4 separate regions of the Mus musculus genome follow, and regions 1, 2 and 4 are each linked to region 3. Evidence: chromatin contacts called from public Hi-C and HiCAR-type data. All regions are on one chromosome and are shown on one strand. Each heading gives the region's core, a stretch centred on a gene start, on an enhancer-like site or on the middle of the called end of the contact. The rest is flanking DNA. Distances are from core to core; before and after follow the strand shown.

Region 1 (6,016 bases), core at 535-3,034, 440 kb before region 3:
GTGAGAGGGGAAGAAAGAATAGAATTCCTTTCCTTCCGAGCCAAGTCCAATCAGAGAGCTGTCTTTACAACATCTTCAAGGCATAGTCTTGTTAGGGCTTATTCACGTGAGAACCGCAGCAAGCCTGACATACAGTCAAAGAACTGCTGCTGACTTCAGGAGGCTGGGTTTCAAAGTCTAAGAATTAAGTGACATTTGGTGTCCTCACCTGCTAAGATTGGAAGTGTCTCCATATATTTTTAATAGTTAATTGAGATCCCATATGTGGGAGGAAGGATTTAGTTCTGGTATGTAATGCTAGCTTTAATGTTGATCTTATATAACTTTTCTTCATTAAAAAAAGTAATCTCCAGGCCTTTATCTCCACCAAAGAAAATCTAGCACCAGACATGGGCATTAACTGTGCATGCACAAGACCTCAGATATCTCCAGAGCAGTCAGCAGGGGAGGCAGAATGGAGAATTTCTATGCTACACATCTTAAGGTGATCAGGATTTGAATCTATGACTTCTACACCAAAGGCAAACAAGATTTTCTCTAGTTCACACTTACTGCTAATCAGTAAGTTTCTTCTAGCTCCCTGTAGTGGCCATCCCACAAAATGCCTTGGCTCATCATTAGCATCCTGCCGTCCCAGAACACCTCACAAATATATAATTTGGGGCTTCTTGTCCCTTTTCACATTATTTAGCAGGATGCTGTCACTAGGAAGATGTTTTTTCCCAGTATTACTCTCATTGATGAAGATGTCACATCCAGGACCCTAATGACATCCTTTCGTCTGTGTTCCCTAGCCCCAATCCAATCACTGGGTGCCTTCCGAAGTGCCAAACTTGTGGTGGCAAATGGTTCAAGAAGACCAGATGAACACAAGTGAAAAGCCACTGTTCATTGCTTCTGTGCTGCACCTCTGCCTTTGAGAGCAGAAAATGAATACACAGTGATGGAAAAGGAGGGTCTGGCCTGGACCTCAGACACTGATTCTCATGTCATGCTGTCTAAGGCCCACCTCTCATCATTCTTGCCAGTGGCAGCCTGTATCATTATTTGTTTCTAGGCATTGAAGACTAATACGTTATCAGCCTCTATAACAGCATGCAATCATAACAGGCCTGCAAAAAGTATTTGTTGTATGGAGAAGAAAATGAACTGCATTAAATAAAGTAACATCTTAGGTGTGTTTTAGTCTTAGGATTAATTGTTTTCATCTCAGCAAGAGGGTATCTCTCAAAAAAATGTTAAAACCTCCCCTAAGAGCATAAATGATCTGAAATTATTCATACACACAGTCAGTAGGGCAACACCCTTTTGCTTAACGCCATCTGATTATCAATGGTAATTGACCCATCTAGGGGAACATTCTAAAATGTGAGTTTAAGCAAAGCTCTTTCCAGCTATGTGTATACACAGTAATGACCACCTGTGTGCACATTGCAGATCAGAATTAAACCACCCTGAATCATCCATTAGAATCATGATATGCGAGCAGAGACTAGAAATGTTCTTAGTACCATTCTGCTCACGTGCCTGTTTTCTGAAACCCAGGACTGCGTGGTGCTTATTTTCTTCCTGATGTGTAGATTGCAATTATTTCCTACACTACAGCCATGAGAGGTCTGAGCCAACCACCAGGGTCATGGAAGATTTCTCCTTGTTCATATGCATGTGACAGAGAAGCTTCTTTGAACCAAACTTGATCTCTTTCAAAAGAGTTAGAGTTAAGCCTCTAACTCTTGGGAGTGGCAGTGGGAACAGCCAGAGGGCGGTGAGCTACCTCTGATCCTCTAGAGATCATTTGAGCACATTTGGCAATCACTTGGCTTCTGTTGAAAACAAGTCCTTCTAATTACACTTCTGCCAATGGAAGACAAAAAGGCAGCACTTGGGCTTAGAAAGGTCACGGTGACATGCCAGTGTCAGGGCTGTGATTGTGGTTTCCTATTGAGTACAGGCCCGCTGATGGGAGAGCCACACACCCGGCTGAGGAACCCATTCACGGGAATGGAATCTCAACAGGCTGCAGAGCGATTTGCTGTTCTCCTAAACGGTATCTCGCCTGTAATAATTTTTGACACTAGAAATAAAATACTAACACGTTTTGGTTCTTCTTTCTGTACTCTGCACTACATTTAGATGAGCTAGGTAGGAAAGGCTCAGTGAATGCAGGGTTTCTTCCATGCTACAGGGTTTTCCAACTGCCTCAAAGACAAAGGAGGCAGAACATACAGATGTTTGCTCCTTGCTGCACAGAGTTGTGGACTAACTCCTTTGGTGTCTCTGGAATGCAAATTTTCTTTCACAGTTTAGCAGTCTTTTTTGGATTTCAGCACAGTGAACTAACACTTTCCTGGATTCCAAGACCTCCAGAGAACCAGATGGATGAGAGGAACTGGGAAAAAGAACCCACACTGTTTGAAAAAGGTATGAATTTCTCACTCTGCATTTAGCCAAAAAGCTCTGAAAACTAGAAGAGCGAAATCACTTTTGGTTTGTTCAAATGCATGCCATCCCAGTTGTTGGTGGGGTGTAAGAAAAGAAAAGTCCAAAGTGATTTGGTGGTTTGGAGTCTGTGTTCAGTTTTAGCTGGGAAGCAGATTTTAACAGAGACGGTGTGTTTACTATCAAAGGAAAGAAAGTATAGAGGAGATTGCTCAAGAGATCATTCTGAGTGTCTGTGCTCTGACACGAGGGAAGGCTTTCGAAGGCCAGCTCTAAGTGGACAGTTTGGTCCTTCTGGATCCCTATGGGACCTTCCCTTTGCAGACAGGTATCCCATTCTCCAGTCTTCGCTCAGAAACCAACCCAAACTTCTCTGTGTTCTTGCTCTTCATTAATTGGGACCTCTGCTCTGAGATTTTCCTTTCCAAAGGTCAAGGGCGTACAGCTGTTACCTCTGTTACTGTTTTCTCCATTCTTCTGCCCTTTCACACAGCGGTCCTGTATTCTTTAAGGCAGTGACCTGCATAGAGTGTTACCTCTTTACATGAAATCTACAAAGAGGGATACAGCAAAATGTACTCCATCATCCTTTGTGACACGTGCTGAAGAGCTGGGCTACTGAGACAGACCTAGTCAATGGAGTCTTGTGGCTCTGGATGACTCTCTGCAGCACACACAAAATGCTTTTCTCTTGAATTGCCACAGGATGGTTCTACATCAGTGTTATTACATTGAAGAGTCCACCTTTAGTTGGGGCACATCAATGAGAAGCCCTACTTGTTCCAAGGTAGCTGATCAGTAGTCCAGGCCTCTGAGAGGCCTCAGTTCAGAACACTCAGCACTGTCTATGACCTAGAGCTTCCTGGCTGAGAGACTACCAGACCCCTGACCAACTGGATATAGGAGGGAAAAAGATTGCTTTGTGACCAAAAATTTTTTTTTTTATCAAGCAGTTATGGTGGCTGTCATATTAAGACAGCATAGCTTCCATATATGTAAAAGCTGTTCAAAGTTAGACATTTAAACTTATTTTATGTTGGTGGCACTAGATATGTTTCACAAAACACAGTAGAAATTGTTTGGTAAATACCCAAATGAATGGCTGAATGTAATAATGAATGAAAAATACACATGGAAGTCTCATGATCAATGGACTGTAAATTCCAAAAGAGAGTTTTATTCAAAATGACAGGGTATGCTGAGTGAAAATACTGACAAACCAGAAGGTAAGAATACATATCAGACTTTCCTTCTCCATAGAGTGGGTGATGGGGTTTTCAAGTCTTGCAAGTCATTATTTATTCCAGGAAACAACATGAGCATCCGGGTGCAGGATCATGCATGGTGATTCATTCTCTTCCAGAGCACCTACTGCTATTCTTTGTTTGTTTGTTTGTTTTGTTTTGTTTTGTTTTCGAGACAGGGTTTCTCTGTTTAGTCCTGGCTGTTCTGAAACTCACACTGTAGACCAGACTGGCCTCAAACTGAGAAATCCACCTGCCTCTGCTTCCCAAGTGCTGTGATTAAAGGAGTGTGCCACCACTGCCCGGCAACCTACTGCTATTCTTAACATCTTTGAATGCGAAGACAACAACTTTCATTAATAGGAAAATGGATAAATAAATTAGTGGGAAAAAAAGAGAAGAGAACTTTCTTGAATTTTTTTTCAATTAACAAAAGCAATATATTTCTTTAGCTGCATAACCAAGAATTTATAGCAGTTAAAAGTTTCACAGAGGACTAGGGCAGTGTATTAGAGTAAGTGAGATCTTGGTCTTTATCTGTGCCAGTCGGTTTGGTGAGTACATTTCCTGCATAGCACCCCTAGTTGGTGAGGGCTTATCTAGCCTGAAATTATCATTTCTAGGGACAGTAGACTCTTTTGGAAGGTATCCATTCTACTGGCCCACTTAATTGTTAGAAGATTATATTTAATCTTCCTTCTGTCCTCTATAAGCAAGTCTGTTGCTTTTCTATGCAACAACCCTAAAGAGTACTGAAAATATTGTCTTTTTTGAGCCTTCTCTTGGGATAACTACCTGGAATCTTTCCACCCTTTCTTATGGGCTATTTCTGTCTCTTATCCCCCCAACCACTATTCTCAGCACAAGTTCCAGTTTATCTTGGATCCCTTCAACACATGGCGCCCAGAATAGAACACAGAACTGTAGGCTCTAGAGCTAGTGTGTGTCCTGCATACCCCTGCCTAAGTAGTGCAGTCACAAATGGCATTTAGGTTTCTGTCATGTGATATATTGTTATTTTGATTACTAATCTTATAATCAAATTTCTTCTCTTAGGGGTTTTTTTGCAAACATGTTGAAAGATGTTTCCCATAGGATCTCCTACTAAGTACCCTTAATTTTCATCAGAAAATACATAATTTTGCTTCCTCTACTGTGCTATCCCATCATCCCCTTAGATAACCAGAGTAATATCTGCCATGTCACTCAGCATTTCCATGTCCCTTTTCCATGCTGACACAGAGGATATAAGGCACATTCACACAGCTCCTGAATTGGAAGGCTTCATTTGAAAAAAAAACAGTAAGTTTTGAGCCTATTTGGTCCTTAACTCTGGGGTTAGGAGGCCAGGCACATACAGCTTTAAAAACAGTTCTCTGCTTGTTTGACAGGCTGAAAACATTGCTCTGGGGTTCTGGAAAGCATTTGTTAAGGAGCTAATAATCTACCTTGAATTTCTTTCAGGGAAAGTGTCTTTGGTTGGGAGGAGACTTAAAAAAGAGAGGAAGAAAGAAAAGCAGAGAAAGATCTTCAGTAATAGGTGTCTGCTCCATGGTAAATGCTTGGTGTGGCTCTCTCTGGCGCTCTCTCTCTCTCTCTCTCTCTCTCTCTCTCTCTCTTTCTCTCAAAATCAATTTAACTCATTAAATTCTCAAAGTAACTCCAGGATCAAAACATTGTTAGAATTTCATACAAGACAGTAAAACATAGATTCTTTTTTTTAAAATTTACATGTATCCAAAGTCATAAGTTGGTAGACAGGGATTGAACACAGTCTTGCACAGTCCTGCCTGACTCCTATCTACATAACTGGTAAAAACAATATTTTGTAAGAGAAAAGAAATACTGCAAATATGTGGACATATATGATAAGTGTACATATTACAAGAGATCTTAACTCAAGATAGCACCTCAGAGTTGCAATAATCTACAAAGGAACAGAAGGTTATTCGAGACATCAGTTGGAGAAATGTGGAGAGTGTATATTATATGGGTAGCTGCTTCTCTTTCCTCTTTAGCAACTCAATGGTAGTTAAACACATAGATGCCTGGCATAATATATAAGTGCTGTCTCCTTGCATTAACTAGACTTGGGTCAGAGTGGAATGAAGCAGGGGCAAAAGGCAGGACATCAGCACAGCAGGAGTCTGGTACCTACCCACAGTGCATCTATTTCCTCACTGAGAGGGAAATGAATAACCTGTAGGTTGTTTTCTGACTCTACAGCTGAACCAGGTCTTCATAAATGCATGTACTTCACAAACACATGCCATTCCCCCTCCACTACCCCACATGCCTTAAATTTTTAATGTGCATAATAAAGTTTGGATGCA
Region 2 (6,485 bases), core at 3,971-6,470, 270 kb after region 3:
GAACCACAGTGTGTGGGATCCTAAGAGGCATGTCAAAAAAAATTTTTTTTATACCATAAAATCCTAACAAAACAAAATCATTGGGACAATGCTTTGGCTTATTCTGTTGGGATCTGGTTCATTAGAAGTAGTTGACTAATTGAGGCTTCTGGAAAGAACTTTGATTATAATAGCCTAGAAAAATTTAGAAGAATCTATTTGACTTTTGTTATTTAAGAACTCAAGAGGGTCAGACTAAAAGGTGAATGGATGGAATCAATAGAAAATCTTCTTTTAGGTGGCCAGAAGAAACAGTTGTACCAGAAAGTAGAAAGAATCTTTGTTCCAAGATGCCCCTGGAGACCAGTTGTGAATGCAGAGAAGCCATGGGCATCTTCTTGGGACCCGAAGTGTTCTGTGGGTCATGAGGACATAGGTCATAGTGGGAGGCTCCATCAATGGATAAGAACTAACCAACCAAGAATACTGAGAAATTTCAACTTATTATTCTTCAAATGGGTTATTGTTTTTTGAGAGTTGCATCAGTCAAATATGACTCACAGGAGTGAGACAGCATCAGGTTGAGTTAGGCTGGAGTATTAGGTTAGATTGTTCTTAAATATCACGGAATTTCTCATATAAATATCTCTGGGAACTTCATGGTTCTTCAAGGTAGCCTTCCTCCATCAGTGACAATGTATCCAGTAGACTTTAACTTGTACCTGGAGTCCTGAATGTAGAACTCCCAGAGTCTTTATGACAAGTGAGGAGATAACACAGAAGATGTTTGTCCTGGTTTTCTGTCTGTTGCTATGATAAATAACATGTCCAAGAGTAATTTGAGGAGGAAAGGTTTTCATCTGTGTTATAGGTTACAGTCCACTGTTGAAGAAATCCAAGGCAGAAACTGAAGGCAGGAATCTCAAGCAACCCCATGAAGGAACGCTGCCCAATGACGGCTTGTTTCCAGGCTCACATTCGGCTATCTTTCTTGAGTAGCCCAGGCCCACCTTTGTAAAGGTTGTTCTGCCTGCAGTGGGCTGGCCCTTCTTACACCATGAAGCAGTAAAAAAAACGCCCCATAGACATAATCGACTGGTATGACGGATGGAGGCAGTCTTCAATTCAATCTCTCTTCCCAGGTGTGTCAAGGTGTCAACCAAAATTAGCTATCAAAGCTCACACCCACTTTTATTTGTTTTTCTTCATGTCAAATCTACTTATATCTATTGGCTAGATAATGTGTTCTTCTCTGGTTGTGAGGTAGAGTGCAATCACAGTGTTCTGTTCACTCAAAAAGAGACACATGAAATAAGTCTTGTGAACTCAAGAGTGTCCCTGTTGTGAGAGGACACATGGATTTTCCTTAATATTGGGCCTTGAAGGAAAATATCTGAACTTCATTGCATCATAGAACAAATTGTACCATGACTTATGCTTCACCACATAGTCAACTGATCAGATATGATTTTGGCAATACTTCTCTTTCTCCCCGGTTTAAAAACAAAGTTTGTTTTATTTGAGAAATTAGGGGTATGAACTCTTCATCTGCATCTATACCTTCATTTAAAATTAAAATTATTGTACTAAGTGCACAAATGATTTCATTATGACTGACATTTCCACATACACAATGTGTGGTGGTTTGAATAAGAATGGTCCCCATAGGCTCATATATTTGAATGCTTGGTCCTAGGGAGTAGCATTATTTGAAAAGATTAGGAGGTGTGGCCTTTTTGGAGGTGGGCTTTGAGGTTTCAAAAACCTATTTTAAGCCCAAGTTTCTCTCTTCCTTCTGCCTGTGGATCTGGATGTAGAACTCTCAGCTACTTCTTCAGTACCATGCCTGCCTGCATGCCACTGTGCTATTTGCCATGATGATAATGTACTAACTCTCTAAAAACTGAAACCCAGTCCCAATTAAATGCTTTCTTTTAATAAGAGTTGCTGTGGCCCTGGTGTCTTTTCATAGCAACAGAACATTGACTAAGACACAATATGATTTCCTCATATTCACCTCTTAACTTTTCACATGGACCATGGTAGACATTTGTTCCTCCCCTTCCTTGTTACCACTCCTCCCAATTCCTAGTAGGCCTTATAGTTTCATGTTTCTCTCTTTTCTTCCCTGCCCATCTTCTCCATATGAAAGAAGACTTGTAATATTTGTCTTTGTCGTACTTATTTCATTTACAATGATGCTTTTCATTAGTACTTTGTACTAATGGTATATGTTAGCAGAAGGATTATCAAGGGGACTTTCTGAGGCTCAAGTCTAGTTATGAGTTAGTCTTGGGTTTTCTGAATATTCACCGCTGAGATATGGCCTTAGTTAGCAAGACCATATGCTGGGTGGTTTGAACAACAAAATTCACTCTCTTATAGTCTGCAGGTCAGAAGTCTAAGTTCAAGATGTCAACAGACTTGGACCCTCTGAGGGACAATGTGTCCCAGGCTCCCTTATGAGTTTATGGTGTTTTGATAAAAACTATGGCCTTCCTTGGGTTGAAGAAGAAACATCCCGATATCTGTTTGCTTCATCTACATATTCTCTCTCTGTGTGTGCCTCTTGGCATCCAGATCTTTCCTTTTTATAAGGACACTGAGCATATCAGAAAAGAGCCCACTTTGATGACTTCATTCTAACTCAATTACCCCAGAAAAGACACGATTTCCAAAAAAGGTCATAGTCTGAGGTCTAAGGAGAATTAGAACTTCAACACATATTTTGAGGGAACACAATTCAACCCATTTCAAGGGAAACAGAAATTCTGCTTTATTTATTTTTGACCAAGCAGTATTGTTCTGGGCACAGACTTCTGACCAGCAGCTTGGGCTGGCACAGTACCCACATGTGCCCATACCCATTTGCTGGCCAGTAATACTCTTCTCTAAGGGACATGTGGATCAGTGTTTCCTCAATGAGATTAGGCAGTATACAGGCTAAGATTGAAGGAAGGAAAACCCACATGTTTACCCCAAACTTCAAGGGGTGGGTGACTAGCTTACTTTTTGTAGTGAGTTAGAGGAGAGAGAATAAATAGTGTGTCATCTGTGAGTCAAGTAAAGTTTCTCAGCATTGCTTGTAGAGCTATGTTCTTTCTGGTGACATGGGAGTACTCATGGGACAGAAAAACAGGCAAGGGACATGACTTTAGATGATCTATTTCTATTTGGGCCTTGGAAGGAGATGGGATGGAAGCCTTCTGGAATACATTGACTATATATATACACATACATATATATAGGCCTATGACTGCAAAGGTCTGCATGGCTTTCTGGGACTTTGTAGGGAGGGGAGAGGATCAGAAGTTGTGGCTTATGAGCTGGTGGTTGTAACTTGGACCCTGTTTAAACTTATCTCCATTTCCATCTAAGCATCCACCATCTATTCCCATCATCTATCTTTATCTCATACTCGCGCACATAGATGTCTTCTGCTTTTGTGTCTTGGAGGGAGATGGTTTTAATAGTGTGTTCCTTACTCCTTTTTTCCCCCCCTGGAAAAAAAAATGAAATCATCCATTTATTCTGTACCAATTATAAACACTAGAAAGCACAGGGGCAACAGAAAGCTTGGTCACAAATAAATACACACCGAAGGAGAAGGGAGGAGGAAACCATTATTGATTGGCCTTGTAAAATCTGCTGCTGAATCGATAGCAATTTCTGGAAATGCCAGACATTTATTTTGTGTGGCTTGGACAGCGGAGATAATAATAAACGTACTCATGAAGTGGGTCTCCTGACACTATTTCCTTGAGCCCCTTATAATAACGCTCTTGTGTAAGGAGTATGAGAGTCCGGTGAGGCAGGAGTGAATGTACTTGAACGGGAACCCCAGCTGAGCTGATCTCTATTAACGTCTCCTCTCTGCTGGATGTGGCACTCAAGTAGGCCTTCTCCATTAAAGAAAAGCAGACAGTTCATCCACATGAAGAGGTGGGAAAAATGTGTTCTCAGCCATGGACAGCTTTGGGTTCTTCTCTTGCTCAGGGAAGATGCACCATGACACAGCCAGACCCTGGTTGGCTTTTCTGAGCTTCAGGACTTGGTCTCTTACCTACACCCCACAGTTTCAATCAGAGACAGGCCAGCCTTTCCTTCTAGTAGCAGTAAATGTCCTGGAGTGGACACTTCCTCACCCCCAAGCTTCATCTTCAGCTGCTTCCCTTTCCTTGCTACAAGGCATTTGGAAATCTTGCCAGGGCCACTGAGCCTAAAAAAAAAAAAACCTCAGATGAGCTTGGGGGATCGAGGAATTGTTCAATGTGTCTCGACAGACTAAAAATAGCTACTGTCTCCTGAGCACCTACCTCACTTCAACCTTTGGGTTGTTATTTTTAAGCCCTTTTAGAGGACACTGAAGCTCATCAAGGCTAGGAAGGCCACACAAGATCATAAACCAGTTAGGAAGGTGAGGCAACTTTGACTTTAGATCTGTTTCCTATTAGTTCTCTCCCTCTCGCTTCTGCATGATTGACCATAATAAGGATAAGAAGGGTCAACCTTATGACAGGTAGAGACCATTGACTGTCTAGCATCTGGACATTATCGCTGTGAGACAAAGGGTCTCTCTGGGCTTGCATCCTTCCTAGCTGGAGACTCAGAACTTTGCTACTCTGGAATGAGGCCACATCCCTTGGTGGTGTTAGTGGACCACAACATCGAGGTATCCTTCCTCTATGCACTGGGAGATTTTAGTGCAGTTCTGTCCCAGGCAGGACTCCCTTCTGCTCAGCAGTAATGAGGAGCTTCTCTTATTGTTATCAGAGCCTAAGCACACAACCTGGATTTCTAATGAAGATCTGAAGCAACACAGATCATTCTTTTCCCTGATTTGCACCATCAACAGAAAGTCAGACAAAAACACCCCAAATTTGGCAAAAGACAGGTTTACAGACCAGAGTAAACTGCACCAGAATAAACTTTAAATTAGTCCATACCAAGACGTATCATACTCAAATTTCTGGACAGTCATTTGAAAGAGCCAGAGAGAAGCCCTCCTTGACTGTAGGAGAAAAGCAACCCCATGGCAGATTTCCCACCAGAAACCACACAGGCTAAAGAGAAGCAGCCTGATTGATGATCAAGTTCTGGAGGAAAAAACAAATGAATCTAAGCTCCCATGTCCAGCAGCAGTCACATCCCTTAGTGGTGAAGGGAGATTAAGACCTTCTCAGATGCAGGAGAAATGGCTGAGCATGAGGGTACATGCCGTGATGCCAGCACTTAGGAGACAGCAGCAGGAGGAAAACTCAGAGGCTGTGTGGCCAGCGAACTGCTCCTGAAAGAACGCCCAACAGACATTCTTTAAACAGAAGGGAATGAAAAATGACGAGGCTTGCAAATTGAGAAGGAAAAATACAGTAATCCAAAGTATGAGCAAGCACAAATGACCTGCCAAGCCTTCCAACTTGTGACTGAGGATTGAAATACAACACAGGGCGCTTTAACTCTATCCCAAACTCTAGAGAGAAGAGATGCAGTGACAAGGAAGGCAAACTTTCTATACTTAAGGCATATATTATATAATATGATATATATGTATATGTGATGTAAAACCTAGAGTGGTTATTTAAAATATTTTATAAGGTGATATATTCAAGAATAGTATAGATACAATAAAAGAAATCCCATTAAATGCTCATGGAACACTTTTGAAAGTCAGGAAAAGACAGGATAATAAAAACAAAACAAATAGAAAAAAAAGGAATGTAAGACAACTTCTATTGTATCTATAATTTTGCTGTATGCTAATGATATAATGGTATGTATGATATCAACTAAAAGGTTAAATGAAGTAAAATATAAGAGTCTATTGGTCATATGTAGTAGTACGCACCTGTAGTCCCCACAATAGGAAGGCAGAGGAAGTTGCATCTCTGTGAGTTCAAGGTCAGTCAGGCTACAATGTCTAAAGAAAAAAATGAATGAAGTAAGAATAGGTATCTACATATTTATGTTAAAAGATATGATTCTAAGTAAAATGTCTATAGGAATTCACCACAAATATAATGATGTGAAAGCAAAAAACAAAAGATGGAATATGTAAACACTGTTCAAAGAAAGCACACATCAAATAACATAGACTTTTGTTTTGTGAGACAGGGTCTCACATGACTCAGACAGTCTTCGCCGAGGATGACCCTTTTGCCTCCCCCTCCCAAGTTTCGGAATGTTAAGCTTGCTTCACATGCTGCTAAGGACCGAACCCAAGGTACTATGCATGTTTAGCAGCCACTCTGAGATATACCTTCAGTCTAAAGAGAAGGAAGGTCTTTTAGCAAAAAATTTTGCTAAAGACAGTGAGAAATAATGACAAAGAGAGTCATTTTAATAAAGAGATATAGCAATTCTAAATGTGATTATATCACATAATGTTACAAAATATGTGAAACTAGAACCTATGTGAAAAATAGACAAATCTATAATTGTAGCTATATATAATATATGTGCATGCAATATAATTGTATAATTAGATATTTCTTTTAAAATTGTTCTTA
Region 3 (6,341 bases), core at 3,785-6,284:
TCTTCCAACCAGGAACCCAAAAGCAGTAGATCTGGCAGCTAAATCAAACTTGACACCATGGTTCAAATCTACGCAAGTCTAGGTTAGTAGGTCAGTATGCTACTTCATCATAAAATGGCTGCAAGAGCTCCCAACATCTCAAGGAACATACGAAGGCAGACAGATGAGGGTACATTTCTACCAAGGCACTCATCCATTCTATGGCACAGAAAGGATGGAGTTAGCTACATGTCTAGACACCATTTTTCAATACTGATCCCGTTTATTGGAAAAGTTACATTATTTCCAATGGGAAACAGTTCTGGCATATCTTCTCAAAATCACACTCTTTTACAAATATTAATGTTGCCTTACAAAACCCAAATCTGTAAGGAGCACAAGGAAAATCCAGTTTTAATAGCAACTGACTGTGACGATCAGACAAGCCAGGAATCTCACATTAGAGCACTTCTGCTCTGCTCTGTATTCGAGGGTCTGTCACCTCTTTTGCCCCTTCAAGTGCTGTTCCACCTCCAATGTGTTTCTCCTGTCTCTGCCTAGTGACCTTCCAGATCCATTTCATGAAGAGCACAATTCTCCCAACTCACACACAGCCCTCTTTCTGCTCCCATGGTCCTTTATGGTTTCTTAAAGTGTATGAATCGCACTCGTAGGCTTCCTACACCTCCCATTTGCCTGTGAGCGCTTATGGGTCAAAGAAGGGCTTGCAATGCATTCAGTCATGTAGTAATTAATACAGACACTCAAATAAACACGTATCAGGCACCCATCACGTACCAAATAATGTTAAAGCCAGACAAAATCTGTACTCTGGGTTGATTTCTGTTGCTGTAACAAACCCCTGAGCAAAAGCAACTTAAGGGGCAAAAGGATTTATTTATTTGACTTAAATTTCCAAGGCACAATCGATCTCAAGTTAGGAGTCTGGAGGCAGCAAGCATAAAGGATCCATGGGAAGGAAACTCTCCTTTCTGGCTCATCTTTCCACTCCATCTCCTGTTCATGCTCATGCCCCATCTGCCTTCTTATAAAGCCCAGGGCCACCTGCCCCACCATTACCATTATGTTGCTCCCTCACTCACATGCCCACAGGTCAACTTGATACTCGCTTCAGACACTTTTCAGGTGATTCTAGGCAGTGTCAAACTGACAGCTCATGCTAAGCCACTACACCACCATCAGGGACCAGAAGGCAAGTGCTGTCCACAAGCAGAAGCCAATCCATGCCATGTTTTCTTTTAATAAATTGTATTGGAACATATGACTACATAACTGCTTATGTACTGTCTATTGGAAACTCAAGCATTTTAAGCGCTGTCTCAGAGTAGAGTTGGGAGCTCAATACAGGCAATATGGACCACCAAGGTGAAAGTCATCCCTTGCAGACAGTTTGCTGACTGACCTCTCTTCTGGTATGTCCTTGCCAGATAACACAGTGGAGGGTACACAGTAGGCAGTTAAATGTTTAAAGAATAAAATAAGAACTAAATGCAGAAATGAAATCACATAAGATGTGTTCTATAGCAGAGAATCTTTGTCATTTCCTTCTTCGTTCTTAATTATGCCAAAATGAATTCCTACCCAGAATAGAGTGTTGTTAGCAAAGTCACAGTTTAGCATGATTAAAAAGAAAGGAAAAAAAAAAGGCGCAGCTTCAAACCTATGGGAAAGTTAAGAACTAAATGAATGTGCTGGGATTTCAGAAGCCATTCCTATTTCAGGCTCATTTGTGGGTATAACAGCTGCCCTGGCAGAAGATATTACAATAGCTATTTTTTGGCTTTCTAGAGCACATTGAATTTTGAGGAAATTTTCTTCTTTTCTATGACTGTTCACCTTCCTGGAATGTACCTTGTGGAAAACACCAGTATGTCTTTGGGGTCAGGTAGCATAAGGAATTAGATTTGGGTCAAGTTAAAGAGGAAATAAAGAAAATGCTACCATGCTGGGTGATGTTTATACATTTGAACTTCTGTCCACATGCTACAAGCTGTCTTTATCATGTTTGTATAAAAACCCTCTTGCCTCCCAAAAAAGGGGTTGAAACCTGTGTTATCTGAAGGGTCCTTTACAAGGTTGAATTGTTCTAAGGTTTGAAGCAGAGAGCTGACAGACATGCACAGCTCAGGATTTTGAAGCATTCTGTATTGTTGACTGCAGAAAATAGCTCCCTGAGAGTCAAGCTAGTCTCTGGTCCACACAGGAGACATGTAAACTTGGACAAATCAGACAGCTGCTCAGAGTTTCCTCTTTCTCATCCAAAACTGTGATTCCAACTGCAGTACAAGGCTGATGAGGAGACTAAATAGTACGTGATGAGCTTTCTCGGCTACAGGAGGGACATAGCCTCCGTCATCCTCTCCTTCAGGTTTGCCCAGCTTTCATCTATCACCATGAATCTAACCTCCTGAAATACCACAATATGTAGTTTATAAGTCCATGCATTTGGAGACATGGCCTTTGGACATCTCTTCAAATTTCCCAACGTGACCTAAACAATTTTTGTTTATTCCTTGTCTCCATGATAGCTTGCTAGCTAAAAATGTCATTTAGAATGATATTATGCAAAAATCCATTCTTTTAAGAACATCCTATGAACCTTATAGAATGTGTGATCCAGTCAGTTCTGAACATCTCTTCAGATCTTGACCCAAAAGAAAATGGCCCATTTACTGTCATTTTTCACTCTCTGGTTCTCACGACCTCATGCCTGGGATTCTCTAAGTGAAATGCAAAGGTTTATAACCCTTTCAACATCACCCCTTGCCTTGGAAATTGATGGTTGATATCAGCCTGCATAGACATGAATAGGTGAATCAACAGAAACAAATAACAAACAAGGCTGGAAACAAATGAGTGATGTAGGCTGGAAACAAATGAGTAAGATGGTTCGGTGGTGGGAGAACAGACAAATGTGTGGACAAGCAAGCAAGGACCAAAAGACTGTACCTCAGGCAAATGAAAAAGACAAGCTGCTACACAGACAGGCAGGGAGACAAGAGATGGAGTCATTGCATCTTAGGATGCAATAGTAGATGTTCTCTCTCATCTAAACAAAAACTGTTTTCAAAGGCCTCTCTTCGTCACAAGCCATCCACTGAAAGGGACAGTAACTACAATTGTATATATTTGCCCAGCTGCAAAAATCACAAGCTTTGGGCAAAGCAATGGACATCCACTTCCAAACAAGAGAAAAGGAAAGGTTTTCCAAAGGTCTAAGGGAGCTTATCTAATGTGGCACCTGCATAAGGTGACTAAATAAAATATGTCACTCTTTCTCTAACTAATGTTATCTTGATTAAAACAGCATAGGCTACCATGGTTTATCATGAATTTTCTCTACAATATCAGTTCTACATGTATGAACTCTATCCTTCACCAAGTTCTTTAACAAAAATACTGCTATGCTCCAGCCTACTGCATGAGGTGATGTAAAATACTTCAAATTCCCCTCCAGTAAGAATATGGTCCTGTGTCCCTACCTGGGCTTAAGGGACTTCCAGGGAGCTGTTACTTATAATGGAAGTGACATCCTGATGCATCACAATGCATGCAATACATAATGCAACATCGCAGCAATTAAAATACATTTTGAAGAACATCAAATGACATAGAAGATTAAAATAGCAATATCATGTACAGGAAACAGAACAAAAGCAAATGAACATAACGTGTAGCTTTTTCTTTTGGGTGGACTGGCGTCCAGGTGTACTCCTGTGTCAATTTTCTGAAAGAAGCCTAGGCAACATAATTGCCAAGATGGGTTGATCTCACTTTGCCAAAAATCAAAGTTGTTTAAAACAGCAAAGAGGAAGGAATGCTTGCAGAGAACACCCGAGGACTGAGTCACGTGACCCACTCACAGAGAAGCTGCTGCTGACTGCCACCTGTAATGGAGCAGTGTACAACAGCTCAGCGGGACAGAGAGGGCCCTGACTCTGTTTCCTGCTTCCCTCTGGAGTACGAAGTCCATTCACTTTGCTCAGACATGGAGGAATTTTTTTTTGCTTGTTTGTTTGTTTGTTTGTTTTTTCTAAAAGGACACCAAAACGTTGATTCCCTTCTCTCCTTAAAGTTCTAACAACTCTGCTTCAAAACAGAAACCTGCACACTATCAATCACCCTCCTGGGCCCCTTACACCCCATCCCTACAGAAGCTGTTCAGGAGGTCTGACTGTTGCTCTTGTCAAGAACTCACAAGGCCTATTATTGTCATAAGAGTCCTATGAGCCCCAATGAGGATGTCCAGCATAGGCACAGATTCTATGATCTAGAAAGGATGTCAGTTACAGAGATTCCAAAGCCCTTAAAGACCAAGGTACCACCAAGGGAGAGCCAGTCAGCTCCTCAGCACAGAGGACTTCAGACGCCTGCAGTCTGGCTGCTCTCTCTGTGTGAGCCACTGAGCCTGACTGTGCTGCGATCCTGCCCCTTTACCTGACAGATTTTTTTCATTAGAGTTTACTGAGGCTGTGCTCCCCACTAAGAAAGAGAAATTCTACAGTTTTCAAATAAGAAAAATGGCATTGCAAATTACAATGAGACCTCTACATGGTGTGCACAAAGAGACCAGAGAGGGTCCTGTGCCAGGGCAGGGACAATGGCTTCCAAAGCACCTAAACTCACTATCTGTCAGGTCTGCACTTTTTGATAAAGAATTAATTGATTCTGACAAAAATCTAAGGTGTCCCTGAGATGTAAGGCCTACTTTATTGTACAGAGACATGCAGTTTGCTGAGGGCTTGAGGTCAGAAGAAACAGTGGGTTCATAAAGGAAACACTGACGCCTATGGAAAGAGCCTCAGGACCACTCTTAAGGCCAAGTGTCCTTATGTCCTCAGTCTCCTGCCATGGTGTGTGTCTCACACACACACACACACACACATACACACACACTCACACGAACGTGTGTGCCACTGGGCAGAGGGGTGAGAGAGCAGCAGGTCTGGTCGGGATGCAGAGCCTCCTTGCTTCCCCTGTTCCTGCTCTAGCTTCCTCTCCAGCTGGGACCACACCCTCCCCATGACCTTTGCGGCCTTCTCCTCCTTCTCACGCCCTCAGAGTGTCTTTCTCATTCAGACACATTAAGCACTATGTAACTCAGTGTGAATTCAAAATCAGGACATTTTCAGAATTACCTAAGAAGAATTTCGAAATGCTAATATTGTAGTCTACACCCAAACGATGTAGAAACAGAGAATGGATCAACCACTGGCTAACATTTTGAGAATCGAATAGGCACTCCTGGGTTTTCTATAAGCAATTTATGATTCGCCATGTAAACCATCATTTTACTCAGTTTCTAATGGGAGAAGCCCCTCTGCTTCCCTCAAGCTTCCAAACATGGACTCTCTTAAATACTCTCACCCACTGTACCAAGGAAAGAGTGCCTCCTCTCCTTGGATTTCTTACCCCATGACAGACTCTAAGAAGATACTTGGGAGGGAGACCCAGATTTGATACTGAAGACTTACGTCCCACCTTTGGCACAGAGGAGTGTTTATTTCTGCTTGGGGGTTAATCCTTGCACCACAGACCTTGACATCGTTACATAACATTTGTTTGCTCAAGTCTCAGCAATCTAAGTGTGTCCTTCGTTTGAGGTTGCATCAATAGATTTGCCAGCCTAAATTACAGAGCAAATGACATCAGTCTCTGCTCAGATAAACCACCCCAGTTTCCTCACTTCTAAACTGGCCCTGTCCTCCTGTTCCAGACTGCTGTTGTTTTTTTGTTTTTCTCCTAAAGAACTGTATTGACATTGGAGAGTGAGGAGGGCAAGAAGCCAAGCAATATCAGAGCATCTCCTACCCTCTGCCTTTCCCTTTCTATTGGGATCCCTCTGTTCTCCACAGGAAGGGAAGGGGCATGAGTTACTTGATTGTGTAGAAGGGCAAATGCAAGGCAGTCCCTTACTCCAAACCTTGAGACTCATCTGACTACTTGGAGTGCATACTCCCTTATCTTCCAGGCTGCAGGATGGACAGATGTAGCCCCTTAATGTGGAGGGAATGCCTGGGAGAACGTCAAATGGTTGCCATGTTGGCAAGCCCACTGAGCTGAAAGACTTAAAGACCTCTCTACAGTGCCTCTCTGCCTGGCATCTGCATCAGCTTTAACTGGTTTACAGTAAGTACAAAAGAACAGAGAAAGAACAGCAAATGGAACTTGAATGAGGATTGGTGGCCAACTGTTGGTGAGATGCAGGACTCTCAGTATGTCTCCTGCTCTAACACACACTGAATGATCACTGCCTCATACCTCCATGCTTCCACTGTTGCTCTTGCTCCTGGATAGCCTGGCATGGCCTTCCCACATCCTTTCCTGTCCCCATCCCAACC
Region 4 (6,543 bases), core at 3,021-5,520, 360 kb before region 3:
CCCCATGGGATTTGCTGGAGGGAAACATGAAGAGCAACTTCAAGAACAAGGCAGTGGGAATCGGAGACATGGGCTGGCCAAACTCTTGCTTTTGTAAATCAGTACCTGATCAAGGAAGATGGAGAGGTCTTCCAGCAGTGCTCTGAGGATGGATCCTGAGGACTAGGTGGTCCTACTGTCCACTAAAGCAATAAGGAGAGGGGGCATGAAGGGCAGTGATGAGCCCCTTCGTCTGTCTTGTCTATACCACCACTATCCTTAGGATAGCTTCTGAGGAACTTGCCAACTCCAAAAGATTGTAGAAGAGATTTGCTGAGCTAAAAATCTTGGAACAATATATTAGAGGGTTCTTTTTTTTTAAATTCATGCTTATTCAAAAGATTCTAAACCATTTAGAATAGGTACTAAAGTTATACTTGAATGAACTATTTATTGACCTACTTATGTGGCAGCCTAGCAGAGACAGCAGTAACCTTCATGCATGGCTTGGTAAAAGGCTTTCTCCCTTTTACACATACATGGAATTTCCCAGCTAGCTTTCAAAGCCTGAATCCATTGGCTCCCTGCTACCTTATCAGGATCCTGTGCCCAGCCTCTAAGCCTGCTTTTAGAGGGAATTTCATTCTTATCTGAATCTTGTGGTTTGTCATGTGGCTCCTGAAAGATGTTCCATGTGTTTCATATTGCTTCCCTCTGAGACACTGCTTTCCACATACAACTTTGAACACTGGATTGGTAAAAATTCACAGAGTAATAGAGGAATTCTCATTAAATTTCTAGTAAAATTGAAAATGTTTTAATAGAACAGTTCTTGGGCAAATGGCAACGAATCTTAACATGTAGCTGGAACAGGTAACACAGAATGTGAATATCCACATAAACAAGTGTCAAGTGATTACTGCACAGAGCAGGCATTGGAACTCACCGAGAAGAGAAAGATGAATGGGACCTGGCCTTTGCCTTCTCTAGAGCTCATGGGCACACAGTTGTTACATAACATATAGATCCAATCAGGGCAGATTTAGAAGGGAAAGTGTGGACTCAGGCTTTGAAAACCAAGTGGGGAATTCTGTATTAGGGGAAAGATGGAAGACACACAGTCATGGAGCAAGTGAGAACACTGGCAGTCTGGACCTACTGACCTGTGAGGAGGGAGGAACTAGGCTGCAGCCCTGGGCCCAAGGCAGGGCAAGGAGGGTTTCTACAGAAGACCAACCAATAAAACACTGCCATGTAACAAAGTGGATATATGTCTTAGGCCTTAAACATACATGCCTATATGCATGTTATAATAACACCTCTAGATAAAAGTGGAGGAAGGGCACAGAGGAGCAAAGAGGGTGATAAAAGAGCTCATAAGCCACTGCCTTATCTTTAATCTGCAGGCAAAGACAGAGAAGCTCTGAAAAGTTAAATCTCATCAACTATCACACAACAAATATTGGTATTCTGTCTAAACTACACCCCAACAGTTACCTGGCAAGAGCGAGGTAGTCTGGTTCACTATAAGAGGGGCTGCTTGTCCAATCCTCTTACTCTTGCCTTTCTCCCTTGCCTCTTTCCCCTGCCCCCGTTCCCCCTCTCTCCCCATTCCCTTCCCCCCTCTCTCCATGTAGTCATGGTTGGCCTCTACTTCTCTACTTTCTCCTTTTCTCTGCCTCTACTACCCTCTTAACTCTCTATTGAGTTGCCCTGAATAAACTCTTTTCTACACTATACAGTCCTGTGGCTGGTCTCTCAGGGGTGTGGCTGGTCTCTCAGGGGTGTGGCTGGTCTCTCAGGGGGAAGGGGATGCCTTGGTATGGGCCGGCTAAGGCACCCCCTTCACCCACACCCCACCACACCCCCTTAGAACATATATTAACACCGCTTTATCTTTTTATGATCACAACAACAAATACAAGCAGAGCCAACACTTGCTCATTTGTTACTCAGTGCTAAAATCCATGCTGTCTATTATGCCTGGCTATAAAGTATGGTACCAGCAGTTGGCAGCATGGTTGGGGAAGAGGGGATGATTCCAAAAGTGTTTCAAAATACACAGAATAAAGGAACAGACTAAATGGGCAAAGAGGAAAGAGTGGAGGACAGCTTTCACATTCCCATTGTGGACATAGTTTGTGGGGGACTGTAGAGGTTAATTTAATAAGGGCCCTCACATGTACATTTGTTTATGTGCCTTTACATGAGAGTACATGGTTTTAAATGTGGTGTGTGTGTGTGTGTGTGTGTGTGTGTGTGTGTGTGTGTGTGTGTGTATGTAGAGGTAGAGGTAAGTAGGTAGGTAGGTAGCTACACTTTTGAATATTCATGACCTGTGTAGCTTTGTTGTGCATGGTAGTAGTTCAGTAGTTGTAAGTAAAACATAAAAACTCACCATGAAGAACAATATTGGAGAGAAGAAGCAAGTTTTACATCATCCAGTCCCCAGCAGTATGCAAATACTACCCCAATCGTTAGCAAATGTTAAGGAGAGAAGAGTCACATGCACACACATACTAAACCAAAGACTGGCCTGACCAGATTCAAATAGAAACCTGGTTATCAAAGCTTCTTACATACCCACATGAGGCTACTGCAAGATGGGGATCTGGTTACTTGCCTAATAGATGCACTTATATCTTGTGACTAGATCTCTGTCAGTCTCTTTCAGAAGGAAAGATTTACAGGCACTGAGAGATGTTCAGTAGAGTGGTCAGAACTGCTACAGGTAGGATGCTGCCCCAAGGAAAGCTGTAGGCAAGAGTCTCTTCAAGCTTTGGAATTTTCATGACAAAGCCCTCCTACTGTGCGCTTTAGTGGCTGGTTCTCAGGGAGGCAGGGGTGAGTTGTACTGTGCCTTTTACCTACCAAAATTTAACAGTAACACAAGGACTAGGGGGTGGGCTAATGCTCTTCTGTTTAGTGTATCTGAATAGTTTCCCCTTTTCAGACCTAATCAAATCAAAGCTGACACAGAAAAAAGAAGAACAGGGACTCCATTTCCATTCAAAAGCTTCTTTAGCCGTATGCCTTTTACAGGACATAACCAACTGATGCTCCCTGCCAGAGTCACTAGAAGCACTACATTTCACCCCAAATCTGTCCATGATGATCAAAAGAGTGAAATGAGAGACAGAGACAGAGAGAAGGAGGAGGAGGAAGAGGAGAAGAAGAAGAAGAAGAAGAAGAAGAAGAAGAAGAAGAAGAAGAAGAAGAAGAAGAAGAAGAAGAAGAGAAGAAGAAGAAGAAGAAGAAGAAGAAGAAGAAGAAGAAGAAGAAGAAGAAGAAGAAGAAGAGGAGGAGGAGGAAGAGGAAGAGGAAGAGGAAGAAGAAGAAGAAGAAGAAGAAGAAGAAGAAGAAGAAACGAAGGGAGGGAGGGAGGGAGGGAAGGAAGGAAGGAAGGAAGGAAGGAAGGGAGGGAGGGAAAGAATGGGTCAGATTCTTAAAATCTAAGTAGACCGCACTGGGAAAGTTTCATCAGGATATTTTACTTAGGTAAATAAGGTTCAATCAGGCACGTGCACACAAACTTTAAATATTAAGGGGGAAAAGCATAAACAGCCTTTAAGTTCTTATTGTTTCTAAAGAAGCCCAAAAAAGGTGTGCAGAAATGAGGAAACTCTGCAGTATGTATGGTTCACTAACCCTCACTTAAGCATGCTTCAGTCTAACGGGAAAAAAAATATAGAAATGTACTTCATGGTGTTTATTTCCATATACTAAAATTTAAAATTTTATTTCTGTGTCTGCATGTGTGCCTTCTTGCATGTGTGTGTACTGTGTACATGCAGGTGTCCCGGAAGCCAAAAGAGGGTATTGGATCCCCTGGAACTGGAATTAGGAGGCTGTGAATACTAGTGTGGGTATTAGGAACCATGTCTTGGTTCAAAGAGGAACAAGTCTTCTTAGTTGCTAAGCCATACTATACTTTTGGATATTCTGTAAATGTAATAACCAAGGCCATTTTACGTAAATGTTTTGATTATTTTTAATAAATGTAAAAGCTATAGTTAACACCATGACCAAGCCAGAACTATCACCCATGTCTTTCTCTTGGCATTCCTCCCTACCCTCAGCAAGTCAGTCTTTCACATTTTACCAGCTTATTTCCCTATGTGTCCATTTTACTGTGTGACGATGATGCAATTTGTCCTTTCACCTACAGATGGAGTCTTGGGCCACTGCCAATTTTGACTACTACAAATAAAGTTGACATCAACCTCTATGTTCAAGTCTGTGTGAAAACAGGGGTTTTGTTTGCTTTAGGCGAACATGTTGGAGAAAAGCTTGGTTATGTTTACTGTGTGTTTAATTTTTAAAGACACTGCTAAGATCTTTTAAAAGTATCCATTGTACGATCCTGTTCTCAGCAGTTCAGGAGAATCTCAGCCATTTCACATCCCAGTTCGCGCCTGGGACGTGGCAGAGCCTCGAATCTCTTCAATTTGAATTTGTTCCTAACTCAAGTAAGGGGACACTTTAGGAAGTCTCTTCTTGGGGACCACAGATACCAAGCATATTTTTAGTTGATGATTTTTCCCAGAAAAGCATCTGTTTAAACCTTTTGCCTCCTTTTGTTTTTTGTTTTGATTGAGTTAGAAACCTGCTCTCTGTATACTGGACACATATCATTTTGGATGCATGGCTTGGTGTTTCACATTTCAATGGTTTCTTCTGAGAACAAGTTTTAGATTTTTCTGCTTTTCGTTTTTTGAGGACAGGGTCTTGTTTCAAGCCCTGGCTGGTATGGATGTAAATTTTAGTTCTCTTGTCAAGAGTTTCCATGTCCTGGACTTACACGCTTTTAGAATGTTGATGAAATTGAATTTATCTTTCAATAGATTTATTTGGGTATATCCTACATTAAATCTTTGACTGCCCTAATTTCATAAGAACTTTCTTGGGAGTGTTTTTTTTCATAAAAACTTTATAATTTTGGCTTTTATTTCTAGCTTTTGATCCAAAATATACATAAGACTTCTATAGTTTAAAATTAAAAAAAAGTCACCGAGCAAAATGAAAGAACACTTACATCAAGGAACAGATACATCATGTTCATGGTTTGGAAGTCCTTTTAAGGAGTCAATGCTTCTCATTTGAATTATGAGTAATCCTGCGGGCTTTATCAATATGAATTGACAAGCCACTTCTAGAATGCAAAAGGATGCAGAACAGTCCAACCAATTTTGACAATAACAGAGGTGGATATTTTGCTCTCATCCTCTATCTACACAAAAAAAGAAAGTGGGACAGGGAGATGCTGTGTTGCTCAGGGTGGAACTGACCTTGTAACATTGTTGCCATAGCCTCTACAGTGGCTGAGACACGTACCACTATATTCAACTTGCTGAAGGATGTAAACGGTTTGAAAGCAAGGTTTACTGTAAGGCACCATAACTGAGGCACAGGGTAGACTGTAGACTGGCACAGACGTGTAAAAGTTTCAAACTTGGCAGGTTGTGGTGACAAATGTCTTTAGTTCCAGTAATTGGGAGGCAAAGCCAGTTGGATCTCCATGAGCTTGAGGCCAACCTGATCTTCACAGTGAATTCTAGACCAGCAAGGGCTACACAGTGAAACCCTGTTTCAAACAGATGAAAAATAACAAAATGAAAAACACCTTTGGGGCTGGAGAGATGTCTCAGTGATTAATAGCATTTGTTGCTCTTCCAAGAGGACCTATGTTCATTCCTAGGACACACATGGCAGCTAACAACTGATTGTAACTTTGGTTACAGGGGATCTGATGTCCTCTTCTGGTCTCTGTAGCCACTAGGCGCACACACAAGGTGCGCAAACTTTTATAGTATTTGCGTGTGTTTACATGTCTCATAATTAATTATTTAATACTTCTTTCCAGAAAGGCATCTGTGTATCTCTTATAAGACTAGTGTTTTTGTCTCATATCTGTTTATTTCCTAAATATAATTGTGTATGGCCATGAAAGCAGACTAAGCGGAGGATCAGCAAACAGATTTTATATTTTATCAGTAGACCAGAGTTAGTGTTTAGTTTTATATTAAACAAACACAAAACAACCCACACTTGTTTTTTGTATTTATTGGCTTAAGTTTTTTCATATATTTTGATTATATTCCTCCCCTCCTTTGCTCTTCTAAGATCCTCCCCATCTCCCCCTGTCCTACACACAAACAAAACTAAGCCAAACCAAAACAGCACATACACACAAAGAAAAACAGAGCTGATTTTGTGTTGGCTATCTACTGCTGAGCATGGGTTCTGTCTTGAATAGTGGCTGATAGATCCAGTGACACTCTATTGGAGTGATTTTTACTCTCCCAGCTGATATCAATTTCCAGTAGTTTCTTGGTTAGGGATGGGACTCTGCGGCCACTTTCTGGTCTCTGTGCTTGATTTTGCATGGCTTCTGCAAGTCTTGTGTGTGCTGTCTTTCTGTGAGTTCATGTATACCAGGCCTAGTCTCGGAGACCCTGCTTCCTAAGAGTCATCCATTACCTCTGGCTTTTAAAATCTTTCTGCCTCCTCTTCTGTATACATTCTTGAATTTGGGGAGGGGGGAGTGTTGATAAGCACATTCCG

What was found. A called contact is a pair of places that touch in the nucleus more often than the background predicts. HiCAR-type assays count read pairs that join an accessible place to other places.
Region 1: a contact with region 3 is called in a Hi-C map of liver, with 2.4 times the contacts expected there. The contact joins two enhancer-like sites. A contact is called at or near these places in 1 of 484 Hi-C or Micro-C datasets (liver) and 2 of 115 datasets of contacts at active chromatin or transcription factors (CD8 T cells and memory CD8 T cells).
Region 2: a HiCAR-type map of fibro-adipogenic progenitors shows a contact between it and region 3, with 2.5 times the contacts expected there. The contact joins two enhancer-like sites. A contact is called at or near these places in 1 of 484 Hi-C or Micro-C datasets (liver) and 3 of 115 datasets of contacts at active chromatin or transcription factors (CD8 T cells, fibro-adipogenic progenitors and pancreatic cancer cells).
Region 4: a contact with region 3 is called in a Hi-C map of liver, with 1.6 times the contacts expected there. The contact joins two enhancer-like sites. A contact is called at or near these places in 1 of 39 promoter capture datasets (liver), 1 of 15 datasets of contacts at CTCF or cohesin (CD8 T cells), 3 of 484 Hi-C or Micro-C datasets (bone marrow-derived macrophages and liver), 1 of 115 datasets of contacts at active chromatin or transcription factors (CD8 T cells) and 1 of 9 other capture datasets (embryonic stem cells).

What each region holds. Positions count from the first base shown.
Region 1 is chr16:24,957,444-24,963,459 of GRCm38.p6, reverse strand. All of the region lies in intron 10 of Lpp (LIM domain containing preferred translocation partner in lipoma), which reads right to left. Among named protein-coding and RNA genes, the nearest start is that of Gm52245, 19 kb to the right of the region's middle. Within about 2 kb of position 1,784, at least 40 of the 459 cell types and tissues checked have an H3K27ac peak or open chromatin away from gene starts, as enhancers often do. A contact at or near this core is called in liver, where this site is marked.
Region 2 is chr16:24,246,261-24,252,745 of GRCm38.p6, reverse strand. All of the region lies in intron 1 of Gm31814 (a long non-coding RNA gene), which reads left to right. Among named protein-coding and RNA genes, the nearest start is that of Gm31814, 14 kb to the left of the region's middle. Within about 2 kb of position 5,220, at least 21 of the 459 cell types and tissues checked have an H3K27ac peak or open chromatin away from gene starts, as enhancers often do. A contact at or near this core is called in fibro-adipogenic progenitors, where this site is marked.
Region 3 is chr16:24,516,509-24,522,849 of GRCm38.p6, reverse strand. The region is part of intron 3 of Lpp (LIM domain containing preferred translocation partner in lipoma); the gene reads right to left. Among named protein-coding and RNA genes, the nearest start is that of Gm24440, 110 kb to the right of the region's middle. Within about 2 kb of position 5,034, at least 40 of the 459 cell types and tissues checked have an H3K27ac peak or open chromatin away from gene starts, as enhancers often do. A contact at or near this core is called in fibro-adipogenic progenitors and liver, where this site is marked.
Region 4 is chr16:24,872,083-24,878,625 of GRCm38.p6, reverse strand. All of the region lies in intron 9 of Lpp (LIM domain containing preferred translocation partner in lipoma), which reads right to left. Among named protein-coding and RNA genes, the nearest start is that of Gm22672, 8.8 kb to the left of the region's middle. Within about 2 kb of position 4,270, at least 17 of the 459 cell types and tissues checked have an H3K27ac peak or open chromatin away from gene starts, as enhancers often do. A contact at or near this core is called in liver, where this site is marked.